2 separate regions of the Capsicum annuum genome follow, and region 2 is linked to region 1. A link is a contact called in public Hi-C data. All regions are on one chromosome and are shown on one strand. The core of a region is the stretch at or near the end of the contact, and the rest is flanking DNA. Distances in the headings are between cores, read along the strand shown.

Region 1 (7,491 bases), core at 2,875-5,374:
TTTTATGTAACATGAAGTGAAAATAAATGAGGAATATCTTATGGCACAGTGGAGAAGAAAGCTTTTTTGAAAAGAATAATTAGGAAGAAAACAATAGAGAAGAAAGTTTTTGAGAAAGTATTTTCTTACTAGACTAGACTTAAGGAATTGTATTTGGATCATCTCTATTGATGGCTACAAATTGAAACAATTTTGATTAAAGGGCTATATTATGTCTAATAGTCCAACTTGGGCAATTAATTTTGAAAGAGTCAGCCCAAATTTCATTGATACACAAAAAGAGTAAATAGTTTATCAAAAAAATAGCCAACAATTTGTTTATCTATAATATATTAAAAATGTAAACACCCTTAGAAAAATGATTCGAACTTTTTAACCTTCATTAAAACACTCTACTTTAAACAAAATCTTTTTACTATTTTGAAAACTATTATTTAATTATTTATGATCTTGAAAAGAATTCTAAAACATATGGTAAGAGAAAAGTTCTCAATATATGGTAAGAAAAAAAAAATATTGATAGGTTTTATTATCTCCATAAGATAAAAATAAAACCAAATCACTTAAGGAGACATAAAAAACTCATGTTTGATTGAATAGTTATATTTATTATGCAATTATCAGGAAATTTCGGGTATAGATTTCTTCTTTTTTTTGGGTTAAAAGTTTAAAACGCAGAAAAGAAAGATAAAAAGTACAAGGGCTTTTGTTTGAAAGTTACCAACATGGTAAAAAAAAAAAAAAATACTATTATTAGCTTTGGTTAAACCAAGAAGGAAAACAGAGATCTAATACAAAATTGAGTAGGAAATTATTGGTGCGAAACTCCTGATATTTAGCAATCATATTTTATATTTAGTTTACTCGAAACTAATATTATTCTAATATGGTAAATAATATGTGGAATAAAAAAAAATCATATTTTTGTAACTCTTTCTTGGAGAAAAAGATTTTAAACTTTTATAAATTACGAATATTTCTTTTTATTGTAAAAGAGTATGGATGTCGGGGATTATAACAGAAAGTTAAATTCTTTTTTATTTATGCATTGGAATATGTTTCTTGTGATATCGGAGCTTTAATTTTATGTGCAATTTAGTTGTAATGTCATTGCATGCCCGCAATATATTTATTTTAATAAATTTGTGATTGTTTTTTTATATATTTGCATTAAATAGAAAGGCATGGAGGTCATAATTGATAGAAGGTTTTTGATTTATGAATCATGTTTTTCTAATTTCATAACTTTTATGTGCAATTAGTTTTAATATTGTTGCATGCCTGTAGTCAGGGACAGAGTTACACTTAGAATAGGGGGTTCATCCAAACTCCCATTGACGAAAAATTATACGAAAAATTATACTATATATACGTGGTTATAATTATTTTTATATAGAGAGAGTAGATGTCGAACCCCTTTAGTTAGTTCGTATATTCACTTGTGAAACCCTTTGGTGAAAATCTTGACTCTGCCACTGCCTGTAGTATATTTATTTTCAAAAATTTGTGATTCTTTCTTTTTATAGATGCATTAGATAGGAGAGTATGAAGGTCACGGATTAAAGTAGAAGGTTAATTTTTTTGGTATCTTTATTATCGTATTGTTTTATTTTAATTTACAGGTAGAAGATGAATATCGGTCGGCTTTGAAGAAGTTTTTTAGGTAAATGTTAGGTTTAACTATAATGTTTTAATATCTCTATTAGTATATTGTTTTGTGATAATTTATAGGCCGTAGATGATAGTTTACAAGTCGTAGATGAATGTTGATCAACTTTGAAATTTTTTTGTGTACAGGTTAGGTTTAATTGTATTATTTTGATATCTCTTTATCGTATTGTTTTTTTATAGTTTACAGGTGGTAGATAAATGTCGACTGACTTTGAAAAAATTTTTAAGATAAGAATTAGATTTAATTGTATTTTTTTTAATAACTCTGATTTGAGAATTTTTTTTGTATAAAGGTTAGGTTTAAATGTATTTTTTGATATCTCTATTATCTATCATATTATTTTGTTGTAGTTTACAGGTGATAGATGAATGTCTTTCGGCTTTGAGAAATTTTTTGTATAAAAGTTAGATTTAATTATATTATTTTTATATCTCTATCATCGTGTTATTTTGTTGTAGTTTACAATGTCGATCGTTTTTTATAATTTTTGGATAAAAGTTAGGTTTAATTAAATAAATTCTCCATCTTTACATATTCAAAAAATGTTGAATTTAATTATTGTACTACGTCTTTATCAATTTAAATAAATATCATATTTAATGTATATTTAAATTCATTAAAGTGAGATTTTGCGCGTACACCTAAACTAGTCACTTAAAATGAGCTGTATTACTTAAAATGACCTTATGACAATTTTCTTTCATGTTCTATTCTTTTTTAGTAGTTATTTTTTAAAAGAAAATCCCTTTATTTTTTTTGTTTTTTGTTTTGTTGAGTTTCTCTTTTTTTTTTTAAAAAAAAAAAACAACTTTTTTCGCTTTTTGGTTCAAATTTTTTTCGTATAATTTTTTTCATGTATCAATATTGTATAACTGGTATATAAACATGCATATATAATGTACAAATAGATATGCAGTGTATATGTGTTGTATCGATATTGCATAAATAGTTATATAATGTATATGCAATGTATCGTTATTGCATAAATAATATATAAACATGTATCGATATTGTATAAATTATGTATAAATATGTATATATGATGTACAAATAGTTATGTAGTGTATATGCAATATATCGATATTATATAAATGTGTATAAACATGTATCGATATTGTATAAATAGCTATATAATATATCGACATTATGTAAATGATGTACAAGTGTGTACCAATATTGTATAAAAAGTATATGTACGTGTTTCAATATTGTATAAATAGATATGTAATGTATTAACATTGTATGAGTGTTGTATAATCATGTGTCAATATTATATAAACTATTATGTAATGTACTGATATCGATATTTATTTGATTATAAAAATATAAATAATAAAGTAATATAAATATTTATTTTTTCCACAAAAAGGTGAAATAACTAAAAAAGAAAAAATGTTTGAAAAAGAATAACTAAAAAATTTAAACAGCAATATATTTTTTGTTTAATAGCAATGCCCAAAAACAAAACAATTTAAAAGTTTTTTAAAATCTTAAAAAAAAGGTGGGGTGAGGAGGGGAGGGGGCGCAAATGGCTATGACAAAATGGCTGCCGTTGCCAGTAATTCGTACCGAGTGGCCAATTTGGGTAAGAAACATGACTGCTTGGCCATTTTCACTTTTTCAGTTGGAAAAAAAGTGAATATTTTTTGTATAAATAATTCATCTCATTATATATATTGCATAATTTTTTCTAAAATTAAAGTATTAAATTGGCAAAATTACAAATACTATAACGCTGCTATCAATCTATATCCGAAGTTAAAAAAATGAAAAAGGTACAAATATATTCTCAAACTTTAATAAATAGTATAAATAATACCCTTCATCATATTTTGTACAAATATACCATTGCCTGAAAAGATACAAATATATCTTTATCACTAACGACAGAACACTTGTCATGTCCATATTCGTGGGGCCTTTTTAATTTATTTTAACCCTAATTAATTAAAACAAATCCTAATTAAATCCATACTTAGACATAATTTAGCCAATCCGACCCGACCCGTTCTATTACAGAAGCTTCATGAGATGCGTCTGTATCTCCAAACACAATACAACAGCGTCTCTTTCACTCTCTCAAACCCTAACAAAAAATCCTCATTGTTGCTTTCATTTAATCGTTTCTTCTCCAAACACAATACACTATTCTATATCTAAAACTTCTTAAAACTGTCTTCAAAGATCAAAATTTTACCAACTAAAATACAGTAAGCAAGAAACAGGATGCAGATAGAAAATATAAAACCAAAAAAAAAAAAAAGATTATCTTTTGATGGTTTTAAGGATGAGAAAAATGATTGTTTTCCGGCAAGAGAATATTTTATCTGTGATTCCTTGATCATCTCTTCAAGAGAGGCTACTGTCAACTCGAGACATGAGTTTCGGCTTTGTGGAAAGCAAGAATGAGGATTTTTCGTTAGGGTGTTTTGAGAGAGTGAGAGAGACGCGTCTGTATTATGTTTGGAGATATAGATGCGTGTCATGAAGCTTCTCTAACGGATCGGGTCGGGTAAATTAGGTCCAAGTATGAATTTAATTACGATTTGTTTTAATTAAATGAGGTTAAAATAAATAGAAAAAAGGTCCAACAAATACGGACGTGAAATTGTCTCGCTGTTAGTGATAATTGTATATTTATATCTTTTCATTAACGATAAAAATATATTTGTATTCAAAATATAACGAAGAATATATTTATAATATTTATTAAAGTTTGGAGGTATATTTGTACCTTTTACCTTAAAAAAAATTGCAACTTACCTGCATCGGAAACAACTTCGGACATACGTCGTGCGTGATTGAAGTTGCAGAAATAGTACTGTTTTGATCAACTTACACCCACTTTAATTAATTTTATGAAATATATGACACCTTTTAATAGCAATAAATATCATGTAACTCTTTCCATCAAAACTAAACAAATGATAAGAAATTACCTGCTATTTATCTCTATTAATAGTGGGTCCCACATTCTCGCATCGTAAAGCTGTTGTCTGTGGTCGTTCCTGTGCTATATGGATCACTGTAGCATAACAGCCGTTAGTCTTCTGTACATTACAAGGGTCCCCATAGCGCCCAAATATCATGTAGTTAATATTACAAAATGTTAAATAAAAAATAGGGAAAAAGTATCATTTTCACCTTAAACCATATGCGAAAAGTCTAACTCACACCTAAATTATACTAGTGACCTATTACATACCTTAACTATAAAAAAGTGATATTATTACCTCCCCGCAATCCCCATTCTAAGGCGCGTGTGTTACACTTATTTTAGGCGCATCTAGCCTATTAAATAACAAAAGTAAACGACTAAAAACATTAAGGAAAAAGTCATCGTTTCCACCCCAAACTATAGTTGAAAAGTCGAATCCACACCTAAACTATATAAGTGACCTATTACACATCTTAACTATAAAAAAGTGATACTTTTTACTAACCTATTACATATCTTAACTATAAAAAAGTGATACTTTTTACTAACGTGGTGCTAACGTCGCAGCGCGTGTAAAACACTACACCACATGCAAGTGGTGGTAGCCTGACAGGATGTAAATGGTTTCACTTTTTTATAGTTTAGGTGTGTAATAGGTCACTAGTATAGTTTAGATGTGGCTTGAACTTTTCGGGTATAGTTTAAGGTGGAAACAATGCTTTTTCCCATAAGAAAATATAAAAAATTGTCCATTATTTATCTTTATGTAATCTTTTTTTTTTTCCTTACATCATTTAGGTTTTGGACTCTTTTAACATAAACTAAAAATATACTAATAGTTGGTGTTTGAAAACCCTTCACTTCAGATATTTTCCCCACCAAATATAATATGATTGAATCACTTTTCCCATTGTTTCATTCTCCAACCGTCCGAAATTTTTTTGATTGGTTTTCTTGAATTTGATTCCACTACTAAGGTAAAGGATAATTTAACAAATAAATTACCTCCACGTATATGGATATTAGGTTGCCACGATATTATAGGTTATACTTTAATTAATACTACATTAATTTTAATCTCTACTTTTGTAATCAATCGGTACCGACCTTTATTGATGTTTACTTTAAAGTTTGTTGCGTAATAGAATTGTCTTCGTCATGGAAGTTTCCTTGTTCCATACTTCTAGATTATTCCATTGATATTTAGATGAATTAATGGTATTTTAATTTCTGATCAAATCTAGTTTTGATCTTCTACTCTGTTTCATATTAGTTGATAATACTATTAGAAATATTTATTCTAAATACTTTTTGTCCAAACACAATTTTTTGTAATAATAATAATGATAAATAAATAAATAAATAGGGATTCAGTGCACGTTATTAACGTACGGATCCATTGGTAGGATAGCACGAATTCCAATGAAGAAGGCCATGGAAGCTCAGGAAAACGCAAAGAAACTGTAGTCGCAGCTGAGAGCAAAAGGAAATCTAGGGAAACAGGGGTGTGTAGAGGGAGTACGAGGGAAATCTCTGATATCAGATCTGCGAGATGAATAAGACTTGCCAAGTATGGGTATGGAAGCTGCAATTGACCTTAGGAAAATTGTGTTACCATCGCAAATTGAGTTAAAAGCAGCAATTGCAGTGGGTGGCAATAGCACAATGTGTTCGGAGCGAAAGAAAACAGGGACCTCCAAAAGGGGTAATCAAAGTCATTGTTTGATCCTAGAAGAATGGGAAGATACTAAGGGGGGAAGAGGAAGTCATGGGCAGACGAAGTGGACATAGAGGATGAACTGAAGAAGAAGAAGAAGAACAAAAAAAAAAAAGACATCTGTTTGGGATAAGTTTGATATATCTAAGGTATCAAATGCTGGATTCAAACTTGAATTTGTCTCACCAACTGTTCAAGGTGATGCAGTAATATGTGAAATTGACCGCGAGGACATTTCTTTAGAAATTGATTACTGGAGGTACATCGTGGTTTGCTATGTGTTAGGGGCACATCCTTCCTTTTCAATATTGAATGGCTATATACAACGACAGTGGGGAAAGTATGGGATTAAGAATGTTTGATATTGAAAAATAGTATAGTCCTTGTGAGATTTGACTCTCAAGAAGGGTAGAATAATGTTCTTCAAGGAGGGATTTATCATTTTGACAATAAACCATTTATTGTCAAGGCGTGGCATGAGGACATGGATTTCTCTCGTGAGGAATTATACGCAGTACCTATTTGGGTGAAGTTGCCAAGGCTAGATTTTAGGTATTGGGGACCAAAGGGATTGAGCAAGATAGGTGGCCTTATTGGGAAACCTTTGATGGTTGACAGGAACACGAAAAAGAAGATAGGTTTAAATTTTATAAGGCTACTCATTGAGATGGAAGTGGACTCAGTACTACCAGATAAGGTGTATTTTAGGAATGGAAGAGGTATTCTCATTGAGCAGAAAATAATGTATGATTAGAAACCAGTCATATGCATAAATTGCCTCAAATATGGTCATTCTAAATGTTGATGTAGGAAGAAACAACAAAAGAAGAAGGGACCTGTAAGACCCCGTAGAATTCTAAGCTTAGCTCAGTCCGTTAAAGCTTGATAAGGGGTCCCTAATTTAGAAAAGTTCAGCTAAATATTAGGATAAGTTTATGTAAAAATAGTGGCTCACCGCGATTAGGCCGCGTCACGGTGAGTATCGTGATGAGCCCTCTATCGCATCGCGTTGAAGGCTATTTCGGCATTTGTCAAATTCCAGTAGCTCATCGCAATCACCCCGCATCGCGGTAAGGCTCAAATTGATAATTATCGCAAACCAGTGAGTCATCGCGATTCCACCACGCCGCGGTGGATATAGCGATGAACCAGTCACCGTGTCAC
Region 2 (7,491 bases), core at 2,172-4,671, 130 kb after region 1:
TTAAATATTTTATCATTTTACCATCAAACTTCTTATCCGAACTCTGAACCACATTGGGACTGAATCGTTGTGGTGGTATTTCTACACCAGCATCATGCGTATGTGGCTGATCAGGTTCTTTCTCTTTAGTTTGTTGCTACAAATACATATACAAGCACATTCAACTATTAACATAAGCTTCACATTTGTATACTGCATATGTATATGTCAATCCACTAAAAATATATATTTACATCAGATATGTATTTTTAAGCTTATTTGAATAATAAATATTTTATCTTTCTTTGATCGATTGCTTTCATAATCAGATCAAACTTTATCTCCACTAGAGTACGAATTTCTTTCAACACTTCACAAACCCGTTTTCAAACAAAATCAATTATTAATTTATTTTTAATATGCACACGTATTTATCAAAAAATTTACCTCACTGCAGAATGATTCAAACACTTTCTTTGAAATAACTGCTTCTTCGTCTACAAAACTCTTTGACTTTGACTAGATCAGAGTAAAAATTATCCTCGTTGGTTTCTTTATATTCTGTCGATTTGAAGAAGTTGTGTGTCGTGTTTGAACCGATCTAAAAAATGGTGTTTTCAAAATAGGTACCTTTGCAGCATGAGGTGGTGGTGTCCTCTTTTGTGTATGCTTATCAACAACATTGTGTGTTTATTTCTTCAACGATTTCTTTACTGGTGAGGTTGATGAATCAACCTTTTATTTTTTTTTGGAGCTTTTATAAGTTTGTTTTGGTGGTGGATCCTGAAAATCATAATCTGAATCAACTGAAGGTTTAGCTACAACTCCATCCTGCTGTGGTATTTCAAACTTTGAAATTTCCCTTCAGTTGGCTTAATGTTCTTAAATACAATCTAAGAATATACAAAATGTATGTTAAAGTATTTGTAAAACAATTGTAAAGCAAATGTATATATGTAGACTATATATGTATATGGAAAATACATATTCATAGAATACATATTAATACATTGTATTTATTCAGTACAAATCTTGTCATCTCCATTAAACATAGCGGCCATTAGATGCTCAAAGCGTGGTCGAGGTGTATTTATTTTTCAATTTAATAATCGAAAAATTCGATTGTCAACTTTGGAAGCAACCTTTCGTGAAACATTCGAACAACACTCATAAAGTCGCACTTGAATAGCAAGTGGCATTCCTGTAGCAAATAAAATTGTCCACCTGCTTTCAACCTATTGTTCAAACTTTTAGCTACATCCTCGAATGATAAAATTTCCCACAAAAATTTCTTATATCGACTACTTTTCATCAAATCAAAATGGAGTCGTGGTATAACAATAGTATCAATATTCGATAAAATAAAATAATAAAGGAAATACAGAATTGCAAACTTCTCTGCATCCTCATCATTGTTCTTCCCCCAAACTTTGTCCGAGACTGCTCTAAACAAGTATCTTTTTTGTATACAATTGGAACCATTGAAATACTGCTCAACAATCCTATTTGGTACCTCCTCGTCAAAAATGAAGTCGTACTTATTACCAACACAATTCAACCTAGTAATAATAGCAAATTCTCTAGGAGTGAAACATAGAGAAGTGTCATTAGCCCGAATAACTATTGCAGTAGTAGAACTTCCCTTTGTCTCGAGGGACATAACACATCTGCATTTATGTGCTTGAACTACACAGTGTTTCTTCCTAATGAAATAACGAAAAATTTTACTGTCACAAAAATATTTGTACTGCTCCCTGATTAATATTGTCTGTAAACTTCCCTCAATATCATTATCACTATGGCAGCACATACGTGGTGCCAATCTTGAAAGTTTTTTTGCCATGAATATTTCATCACACGGAACCTATACAACAAAAAATTATACCTTATTACACTGTAAAAAACAACAAACACAATCAACACATCACAAAAATACATATAAATATACATATGTATATTGAATAGAACAAAAATACAAAACCATCACTACAGATAAATACATATGAAATTAGATATGTATGTATAAAAATACAAATGTTTTCATATACATTAAATGTATATTGAACTGAACAAAAATATAAATGAGAGCGCATATGTATATATAAAAATACAAAATACTTTCATGTACCTTAAATGTATATTTAGTCAGTCAATTTGTATATATGCCAAGCCTATATATACAGTATTGAAAAAATATTTGAAAATGTATTTGTATTTCAAAAAAATACAAATACATCAATAACCCCAACTGAATGTTTAAACAAATAGAATATCCAAATGTATATTTCAACATTTCAATATACTGAAAATACATAACAATTATATATAAATATATTTTTTACACATGTAAATTAGCATATGTATTTAACATACAAATACAAATGAATACATATTACCCCACAATGTTTATTTAAACTATCAACTTCACCAAAATACATATCAATAAATACATATTAGCTTCACCAAAATATATATTAACCCAAAATGATATCAGTTTTACTGAAATCCCTAAATACATATCAATAAATAAAAATATCTCTTCTTCCTCAACCTCTTTCGACTCATGACCAGAAGAGTTTTTACCATCATCATTTACAATATTGCTTGACTCTGCAATTTCTTTTGCTTTCCCTTTCTTCTAATATTTTTATAATTTTATGGCTTTGGGAGAAGAAGTTTTTTTCAATAATTTTTTTTAAATATCAGTCATCTTCGTTGGATCGTTACGAAACTTGAATCTAAGCTCCTTCGTACTCACTGATTTCTTCGACTGTATAGGAGTAGAAAAAACTTTAAATATTTCGTCTTGAGTTAATACAAGACTAAATGATGGCGCATTATCAGATAACAAATTAATAGGTAGTATCCCTCATTTATTCGTATTTTTGATGTGTGTTCTACCATTAGAGTATAAAAACCTCAAACTCGAAGTTGTTAATGATTTACGGTGCAAAATATAAAAAATAAAAAATTATGAAATAGATAACATGCAATAATTGAATTTATTAGTTACCTGAAATTGTGGAACGCTATCCTTTTCAAGTTATGAAAAAAAATGAGAAAAGAAAACGTTTGAAAGAGAAATCTGAGAGATTTCAAATAATAAAAGATAAAGTAATTTTTAATTAAAGGAAAAAGAAAAAGAAGTGGCGTGAAAAAGACAACCTTATATACGGTAACTTTTAACCGGCGATAAATGAGAGACCCCATTTAAAAAAATATTATTTTTATTACAATATAATTTTATAAAAATATTGCTATTTTTCATAATTTAAGTCTTAAAATGCTATTTGCTTTAGCCAAATATCAAACCAAATATAAATGGATTCGGATCATTTCTAACCAAACCATGAAGACCCATACGGTAAAAATCTGATGCGTAGTCCACTTGGTCGCCACATGGGCACTTTAAGATCTGAGGAAAATATCATCGCCACGTTTGCATTCCCAAACACAGAGTTAAAGATCTTGTTTCTGCTCCATATCTTTTTCTCTTTTTAAAACCTCTGTCCTCCTCGTATTATTCTTCTCCAAAATCTTTTTCCTTAAAAAAAATAAATACTCTTCAATTAATCTCACTCAAAATCTATTACCAGATTTACACACAGTTTTCAGAATTCCCATCTACGGTAATTTCCTAAAAAATGAAAAATCTTTTTCCCGTTTCTTCAAATAAATTTTCTGTAATAATTTTTTTCTTCTTAATTTTGCTTTAATTTTAGAAAAAAAATTATGCCCATACTCCTATGTTTATTTGTGCTTATGTTTGTTGAGCTGTATTTTTTTGGTAAGGTTAAGAACTTTTAAAAATTGATAATCAGTTTTATTTTTCTATTTTCGAAGTGCTTTTTTTTTTTTTCAGGAATAAGAAACAGTAAATAATTGGATAATTAGCTGCACTTCTAATTTTACTTGATAATACTCTTTTTAAGGTTAATTTTGGATTTTTTTTTAATGATAATCAGTTTTATTTTACTATTTTTCTAAGTTTTTTTTGTTTCTTTTAGTAAAAAAAGGTATAAAATCGGAGAATTGGCTGCACTTCTAATTTACTTGATGATCCCTTTTTTTAAAAATTGATAATCATTTTTATTTTACTATTTTCGAAGTTTTTTTTTTATTTTAAAAAAAGTATATAATTGGAGAATTAGTTGCACTTCTAATTTGCTTGATAATACTTTGTTATTTATTTATTTTTGAATAATTTGTGCAAGTGATAATTTTCTAAATGAACTGCAAACGTTTTTTCTGTTTATGAGAAAAAAATGAAGAAAAGTTATTTTTTGTTAACCCTTTTTATTTATAGTTTTCAAAAGGTACTAATTTCGTTGTGCATATTTTTAACAGTTTGAATTTATTTATTTATTTATTTTGTGTGTAGGATCAGGGGGTATATTACTATTGTCTTCTTATTTTTAAATAGCGAAATTTGGTGTGTTATCATTGTTATATTACTGTTAAAATAGTGAAATTTACAACCGCCATAAGCTGGTTATAGCTTGGAACTCTAAGGTGATTTTTCTTGATAAGGGAACGGGACAATCCTCGGATTGGGATCCAAACTAAGTTGCAGGGACTCTTCATTTTTGATGCTGCACCTGGATTCTCCAAAAATATGCTACTTTTGGAGAATCCGACACAACACTCACGTTGATATTTTTGAAGAGTCCGAGCAACGTAGGATTCAAATGTGTTGAATTACAGTATTTTGATCCTTGAATGGTAGAGGTTGTAGTGGTGTTGATGGTCAGTAGTTTCTCATATCAATAAAATTCTTGGATTGTCAAACAGTTATATATGGCTTCTGCAAGCGAAAGGTGGATTGATGGTCTTCATTTCTCCTCATTATTTTGGCCTCCTCCACAAGATGCACAGCAGCGGAAGGTGTGCGCTCATCTGCTTCACTACAATATCTTTGTATATTTTTATTTTTTTTTGGGTTTGTTAGGGATATTTTAAACTAGCTATTGTGACCTTTTGCGCTAGCAAAAGAACAAAAAAGAGTGGCCTCTGGCTTATTAAGAAGCATATAAACAACGTACTAAGCAGAAGTAAGAGTTCCGCCTTCTAGGGAGTAATAAAGATAAAATGACTCTGATCTTTCCTTCTATGAAGTTGGATGTGAGCCTATTGCCTACTGATCTTACTCAAAAAGTCAATGGGAGTAAACTCATCAATAGCAGCAGACCTAGAGGAAGAAATCCTTGCTCCTCAGGCTAAGGTGCTAACTTTGCCGTGGAAAAAGTAATGAGAGGAAAGCCTTGACCTTTCGACTTTTCTTTTCCTTTCCTGTGAACGTGTGGCTATCATCAGTACTCTGTGAAGAGATGCTCACTCCTTAAGAACTTGGATATAATATGGATAACAAAGTAAAAAAGATAAGCACTTCTTCTACGGAAATTTGGAAAAAATATCATCTCGGCTAATACTAAGTTGCTGAACTCTCATATTTGTTTGGATATTTTGATAATTGAAGAAAACGTATGATTAGGAAGAAGGGTATACAAAGGAGGAATACAATGTTGCCGAACCTGTAACGTACTGTTGCATGTGACAAAAAAGACCCTCCAATCTAATTAAAGATAGATTGAGGGAATATCATGTAAAACGCCTATTGGTTTGCTCCATTATAGAAGATGGACAGATTATTTTCCCCAAACATGTTTTTTTTTTTTAAACAAATGGCTCTCAGAATGTTGAGGTTTTACTCTATCCATAGACCACACCACAACTAACGGACCATGCAGCCAAATAATAACACTCTGAATGTGATTAGAACCCAAATGTTTAACAATCACAAACTAATGAGGTATAGATAAAGTTACAATAGACTCCTCAAACTGTACAAATAATCTTTGCTGCAACTCTCATCCGAAAAAACTTGCACTTAGTGCTACTATTTGGATTTATCATTTTGAAAGACCTTCTTAGTTGAATTTATAATAAACGTTATCTCTTGTTCCAACACCAAGTAAATGCCTGGATACTTGGTGGAAACTTTATCTAAAGGGATTCTCTCCAAAGGTGGTGACAGAATTTGGTTATAAGATTTGAACTGTTAAGAATGTCGATATGTCGATGATATTGAGAAGGTTTTGCATGTGAAACTTTTTCCTGGAGTTGGAGACAATGACGATATATAACCTAAGAGCTTGGGGTAACATTTACTTTTTTATAATTAAAGCCCATGAAGAAAAGGAATCTGAGAGAAAGAGTTACTTTTCTGGTGCTTAAGTGATGCAGTGGGAATATAATAAGTCCAATGCTATTTGTCTTGACTTGGATGGGTTGAATTAGTCTCACTGCATTATCATCTTGAATCTTTGATGTCTGAAAGACTTCTTGCTTTATTTGCTTATTTTCTACAGATTACATTTTGTATTTTCACTCATGACAAACCTTCTTTTATATTCTCTTTATAGGCTCAAATTACTGCGTACGTTAAGTACTTTGGCCAGTTCACATCAGAACAATTTCCTGAAGATATAGCCGAGGTATTCAGTAAACTCTGTAACTATCTCTGTTTATAGTTTTTCTATATCTGCACTAAGTTTTGTCATTCTTCCCCCTAAACTAACTGCATGTGTTACAATTGGCAGCTCATACGGAACTGGTATCCATCAAAGGAGAACCGACTTTTTGATGATGTTTTAGGTATTATTATTTTTCTCACTTATTATTTAGCATTTATAGTATTACTTCCCACCTACTTGTGATGCTTGATGAGTTGTTTCTATTTTTTGTTGTTTGTTACAATTGCCAGCGACTTTTGTTCTTCATCACCCGGAGCATGGGCATGCTGTAGTTCATCCAATTATTTCATGCATCATTGATGGTACACTGGCGTATGATAAAAGTAGTCCACCTTTTGCTTCTTTTATATCATTGGTTTGCTCAAGCAGTGAGGTATTCTGATTCTTTAACCATTAATTTAACTAATCTTATCATGCTTTTTTACTCTATGATTTGTTTAAAGCGCAGCTTGAATATGATCCGAGTGTCCCTACTAATTATTAACCCTTAAACACAGAAGGAATATTCTGAACAATGGGCTCTTGCATGTGGAGAGATTTTACGAATCCTAACACACTACAACCGCCCGATTTTTAAAGTTGATCGTCAGGACAGCGGAGCAGATAGAAGCACCAGTGGAAGCCACACTTCAACAAGTGAATCTGCCTGTAGTGAACCTGGTGTGCCTTCTATACAACATGAGAGAAAACCCCTGAGACCATTGTCTCCATGGATCACTGATATATTGCTTGCTGCACCACTAGGGATTAGAAGCGATTACTTCCGTTGGTAAGCATCTCTCAATGTTTCTTATGGGTTAGATGTTCCATTACACTTCAAACTTCATCAGGATTGCAACAAAAATTCATTAGCATTAGTTGATAGGAATATTCTGTATCCGCATTTCTTGTACTTCAGGCTTTCTGAACAGTGGGCGTTTGCATCTGGTTGTCTTTGTTTTAGCGCGCTGTCCATTGATTACTTTAAAGAGTTTCTGGA

What was found. Hi-C and Micro-C count contacts between places; a contact is called where the count stands out from the background.
Region 2: a Hi-C map of leaf shows a contact between it and region 1, with 3 times the contacts expected there. The contact joins the promoter of LOC107850365 here to the enhancer-like site in region 1. A contact is called at or near these places in 3 of 5 Hi-C or Micro-C datasets (leaf and placenta).

What each region holds. Positions count from the first base shown.
Region 1 is chr12:189,031,192-189,038,682 of UCD10Xv1.1, forward strand. No RefSeq gene overlaps it. Among protein-coding and RNA genes, the nearest start is that of LOC107850365, 130 kb to the right of the region's middle. Within about 2 kb of position 4,125, at least 5 of the 5 cell types and tissues checked have an H3K27ac peak or open chromatin away from gene starts, as enhancers often do. A contact at or near this core is called in leaf, where this site is marked.
Region 2 is chr12:189,160,920-189,168,410 of UCD10Xv1.1, forward strand. It overlaps LOC107850365 (protein GIGANTEA), which reads left to right and starts at 3,422. Exons shown (of 15, transcript XM_016694845.2): 1 at 3,422-3,608; 2 at 4,771-4,863; 3 at 6,402-6,473; 4 at 6,579-6,633; 5 at 6,743-6,885; 6 at 7,013-7,281. The coding sequence starts at 4,777.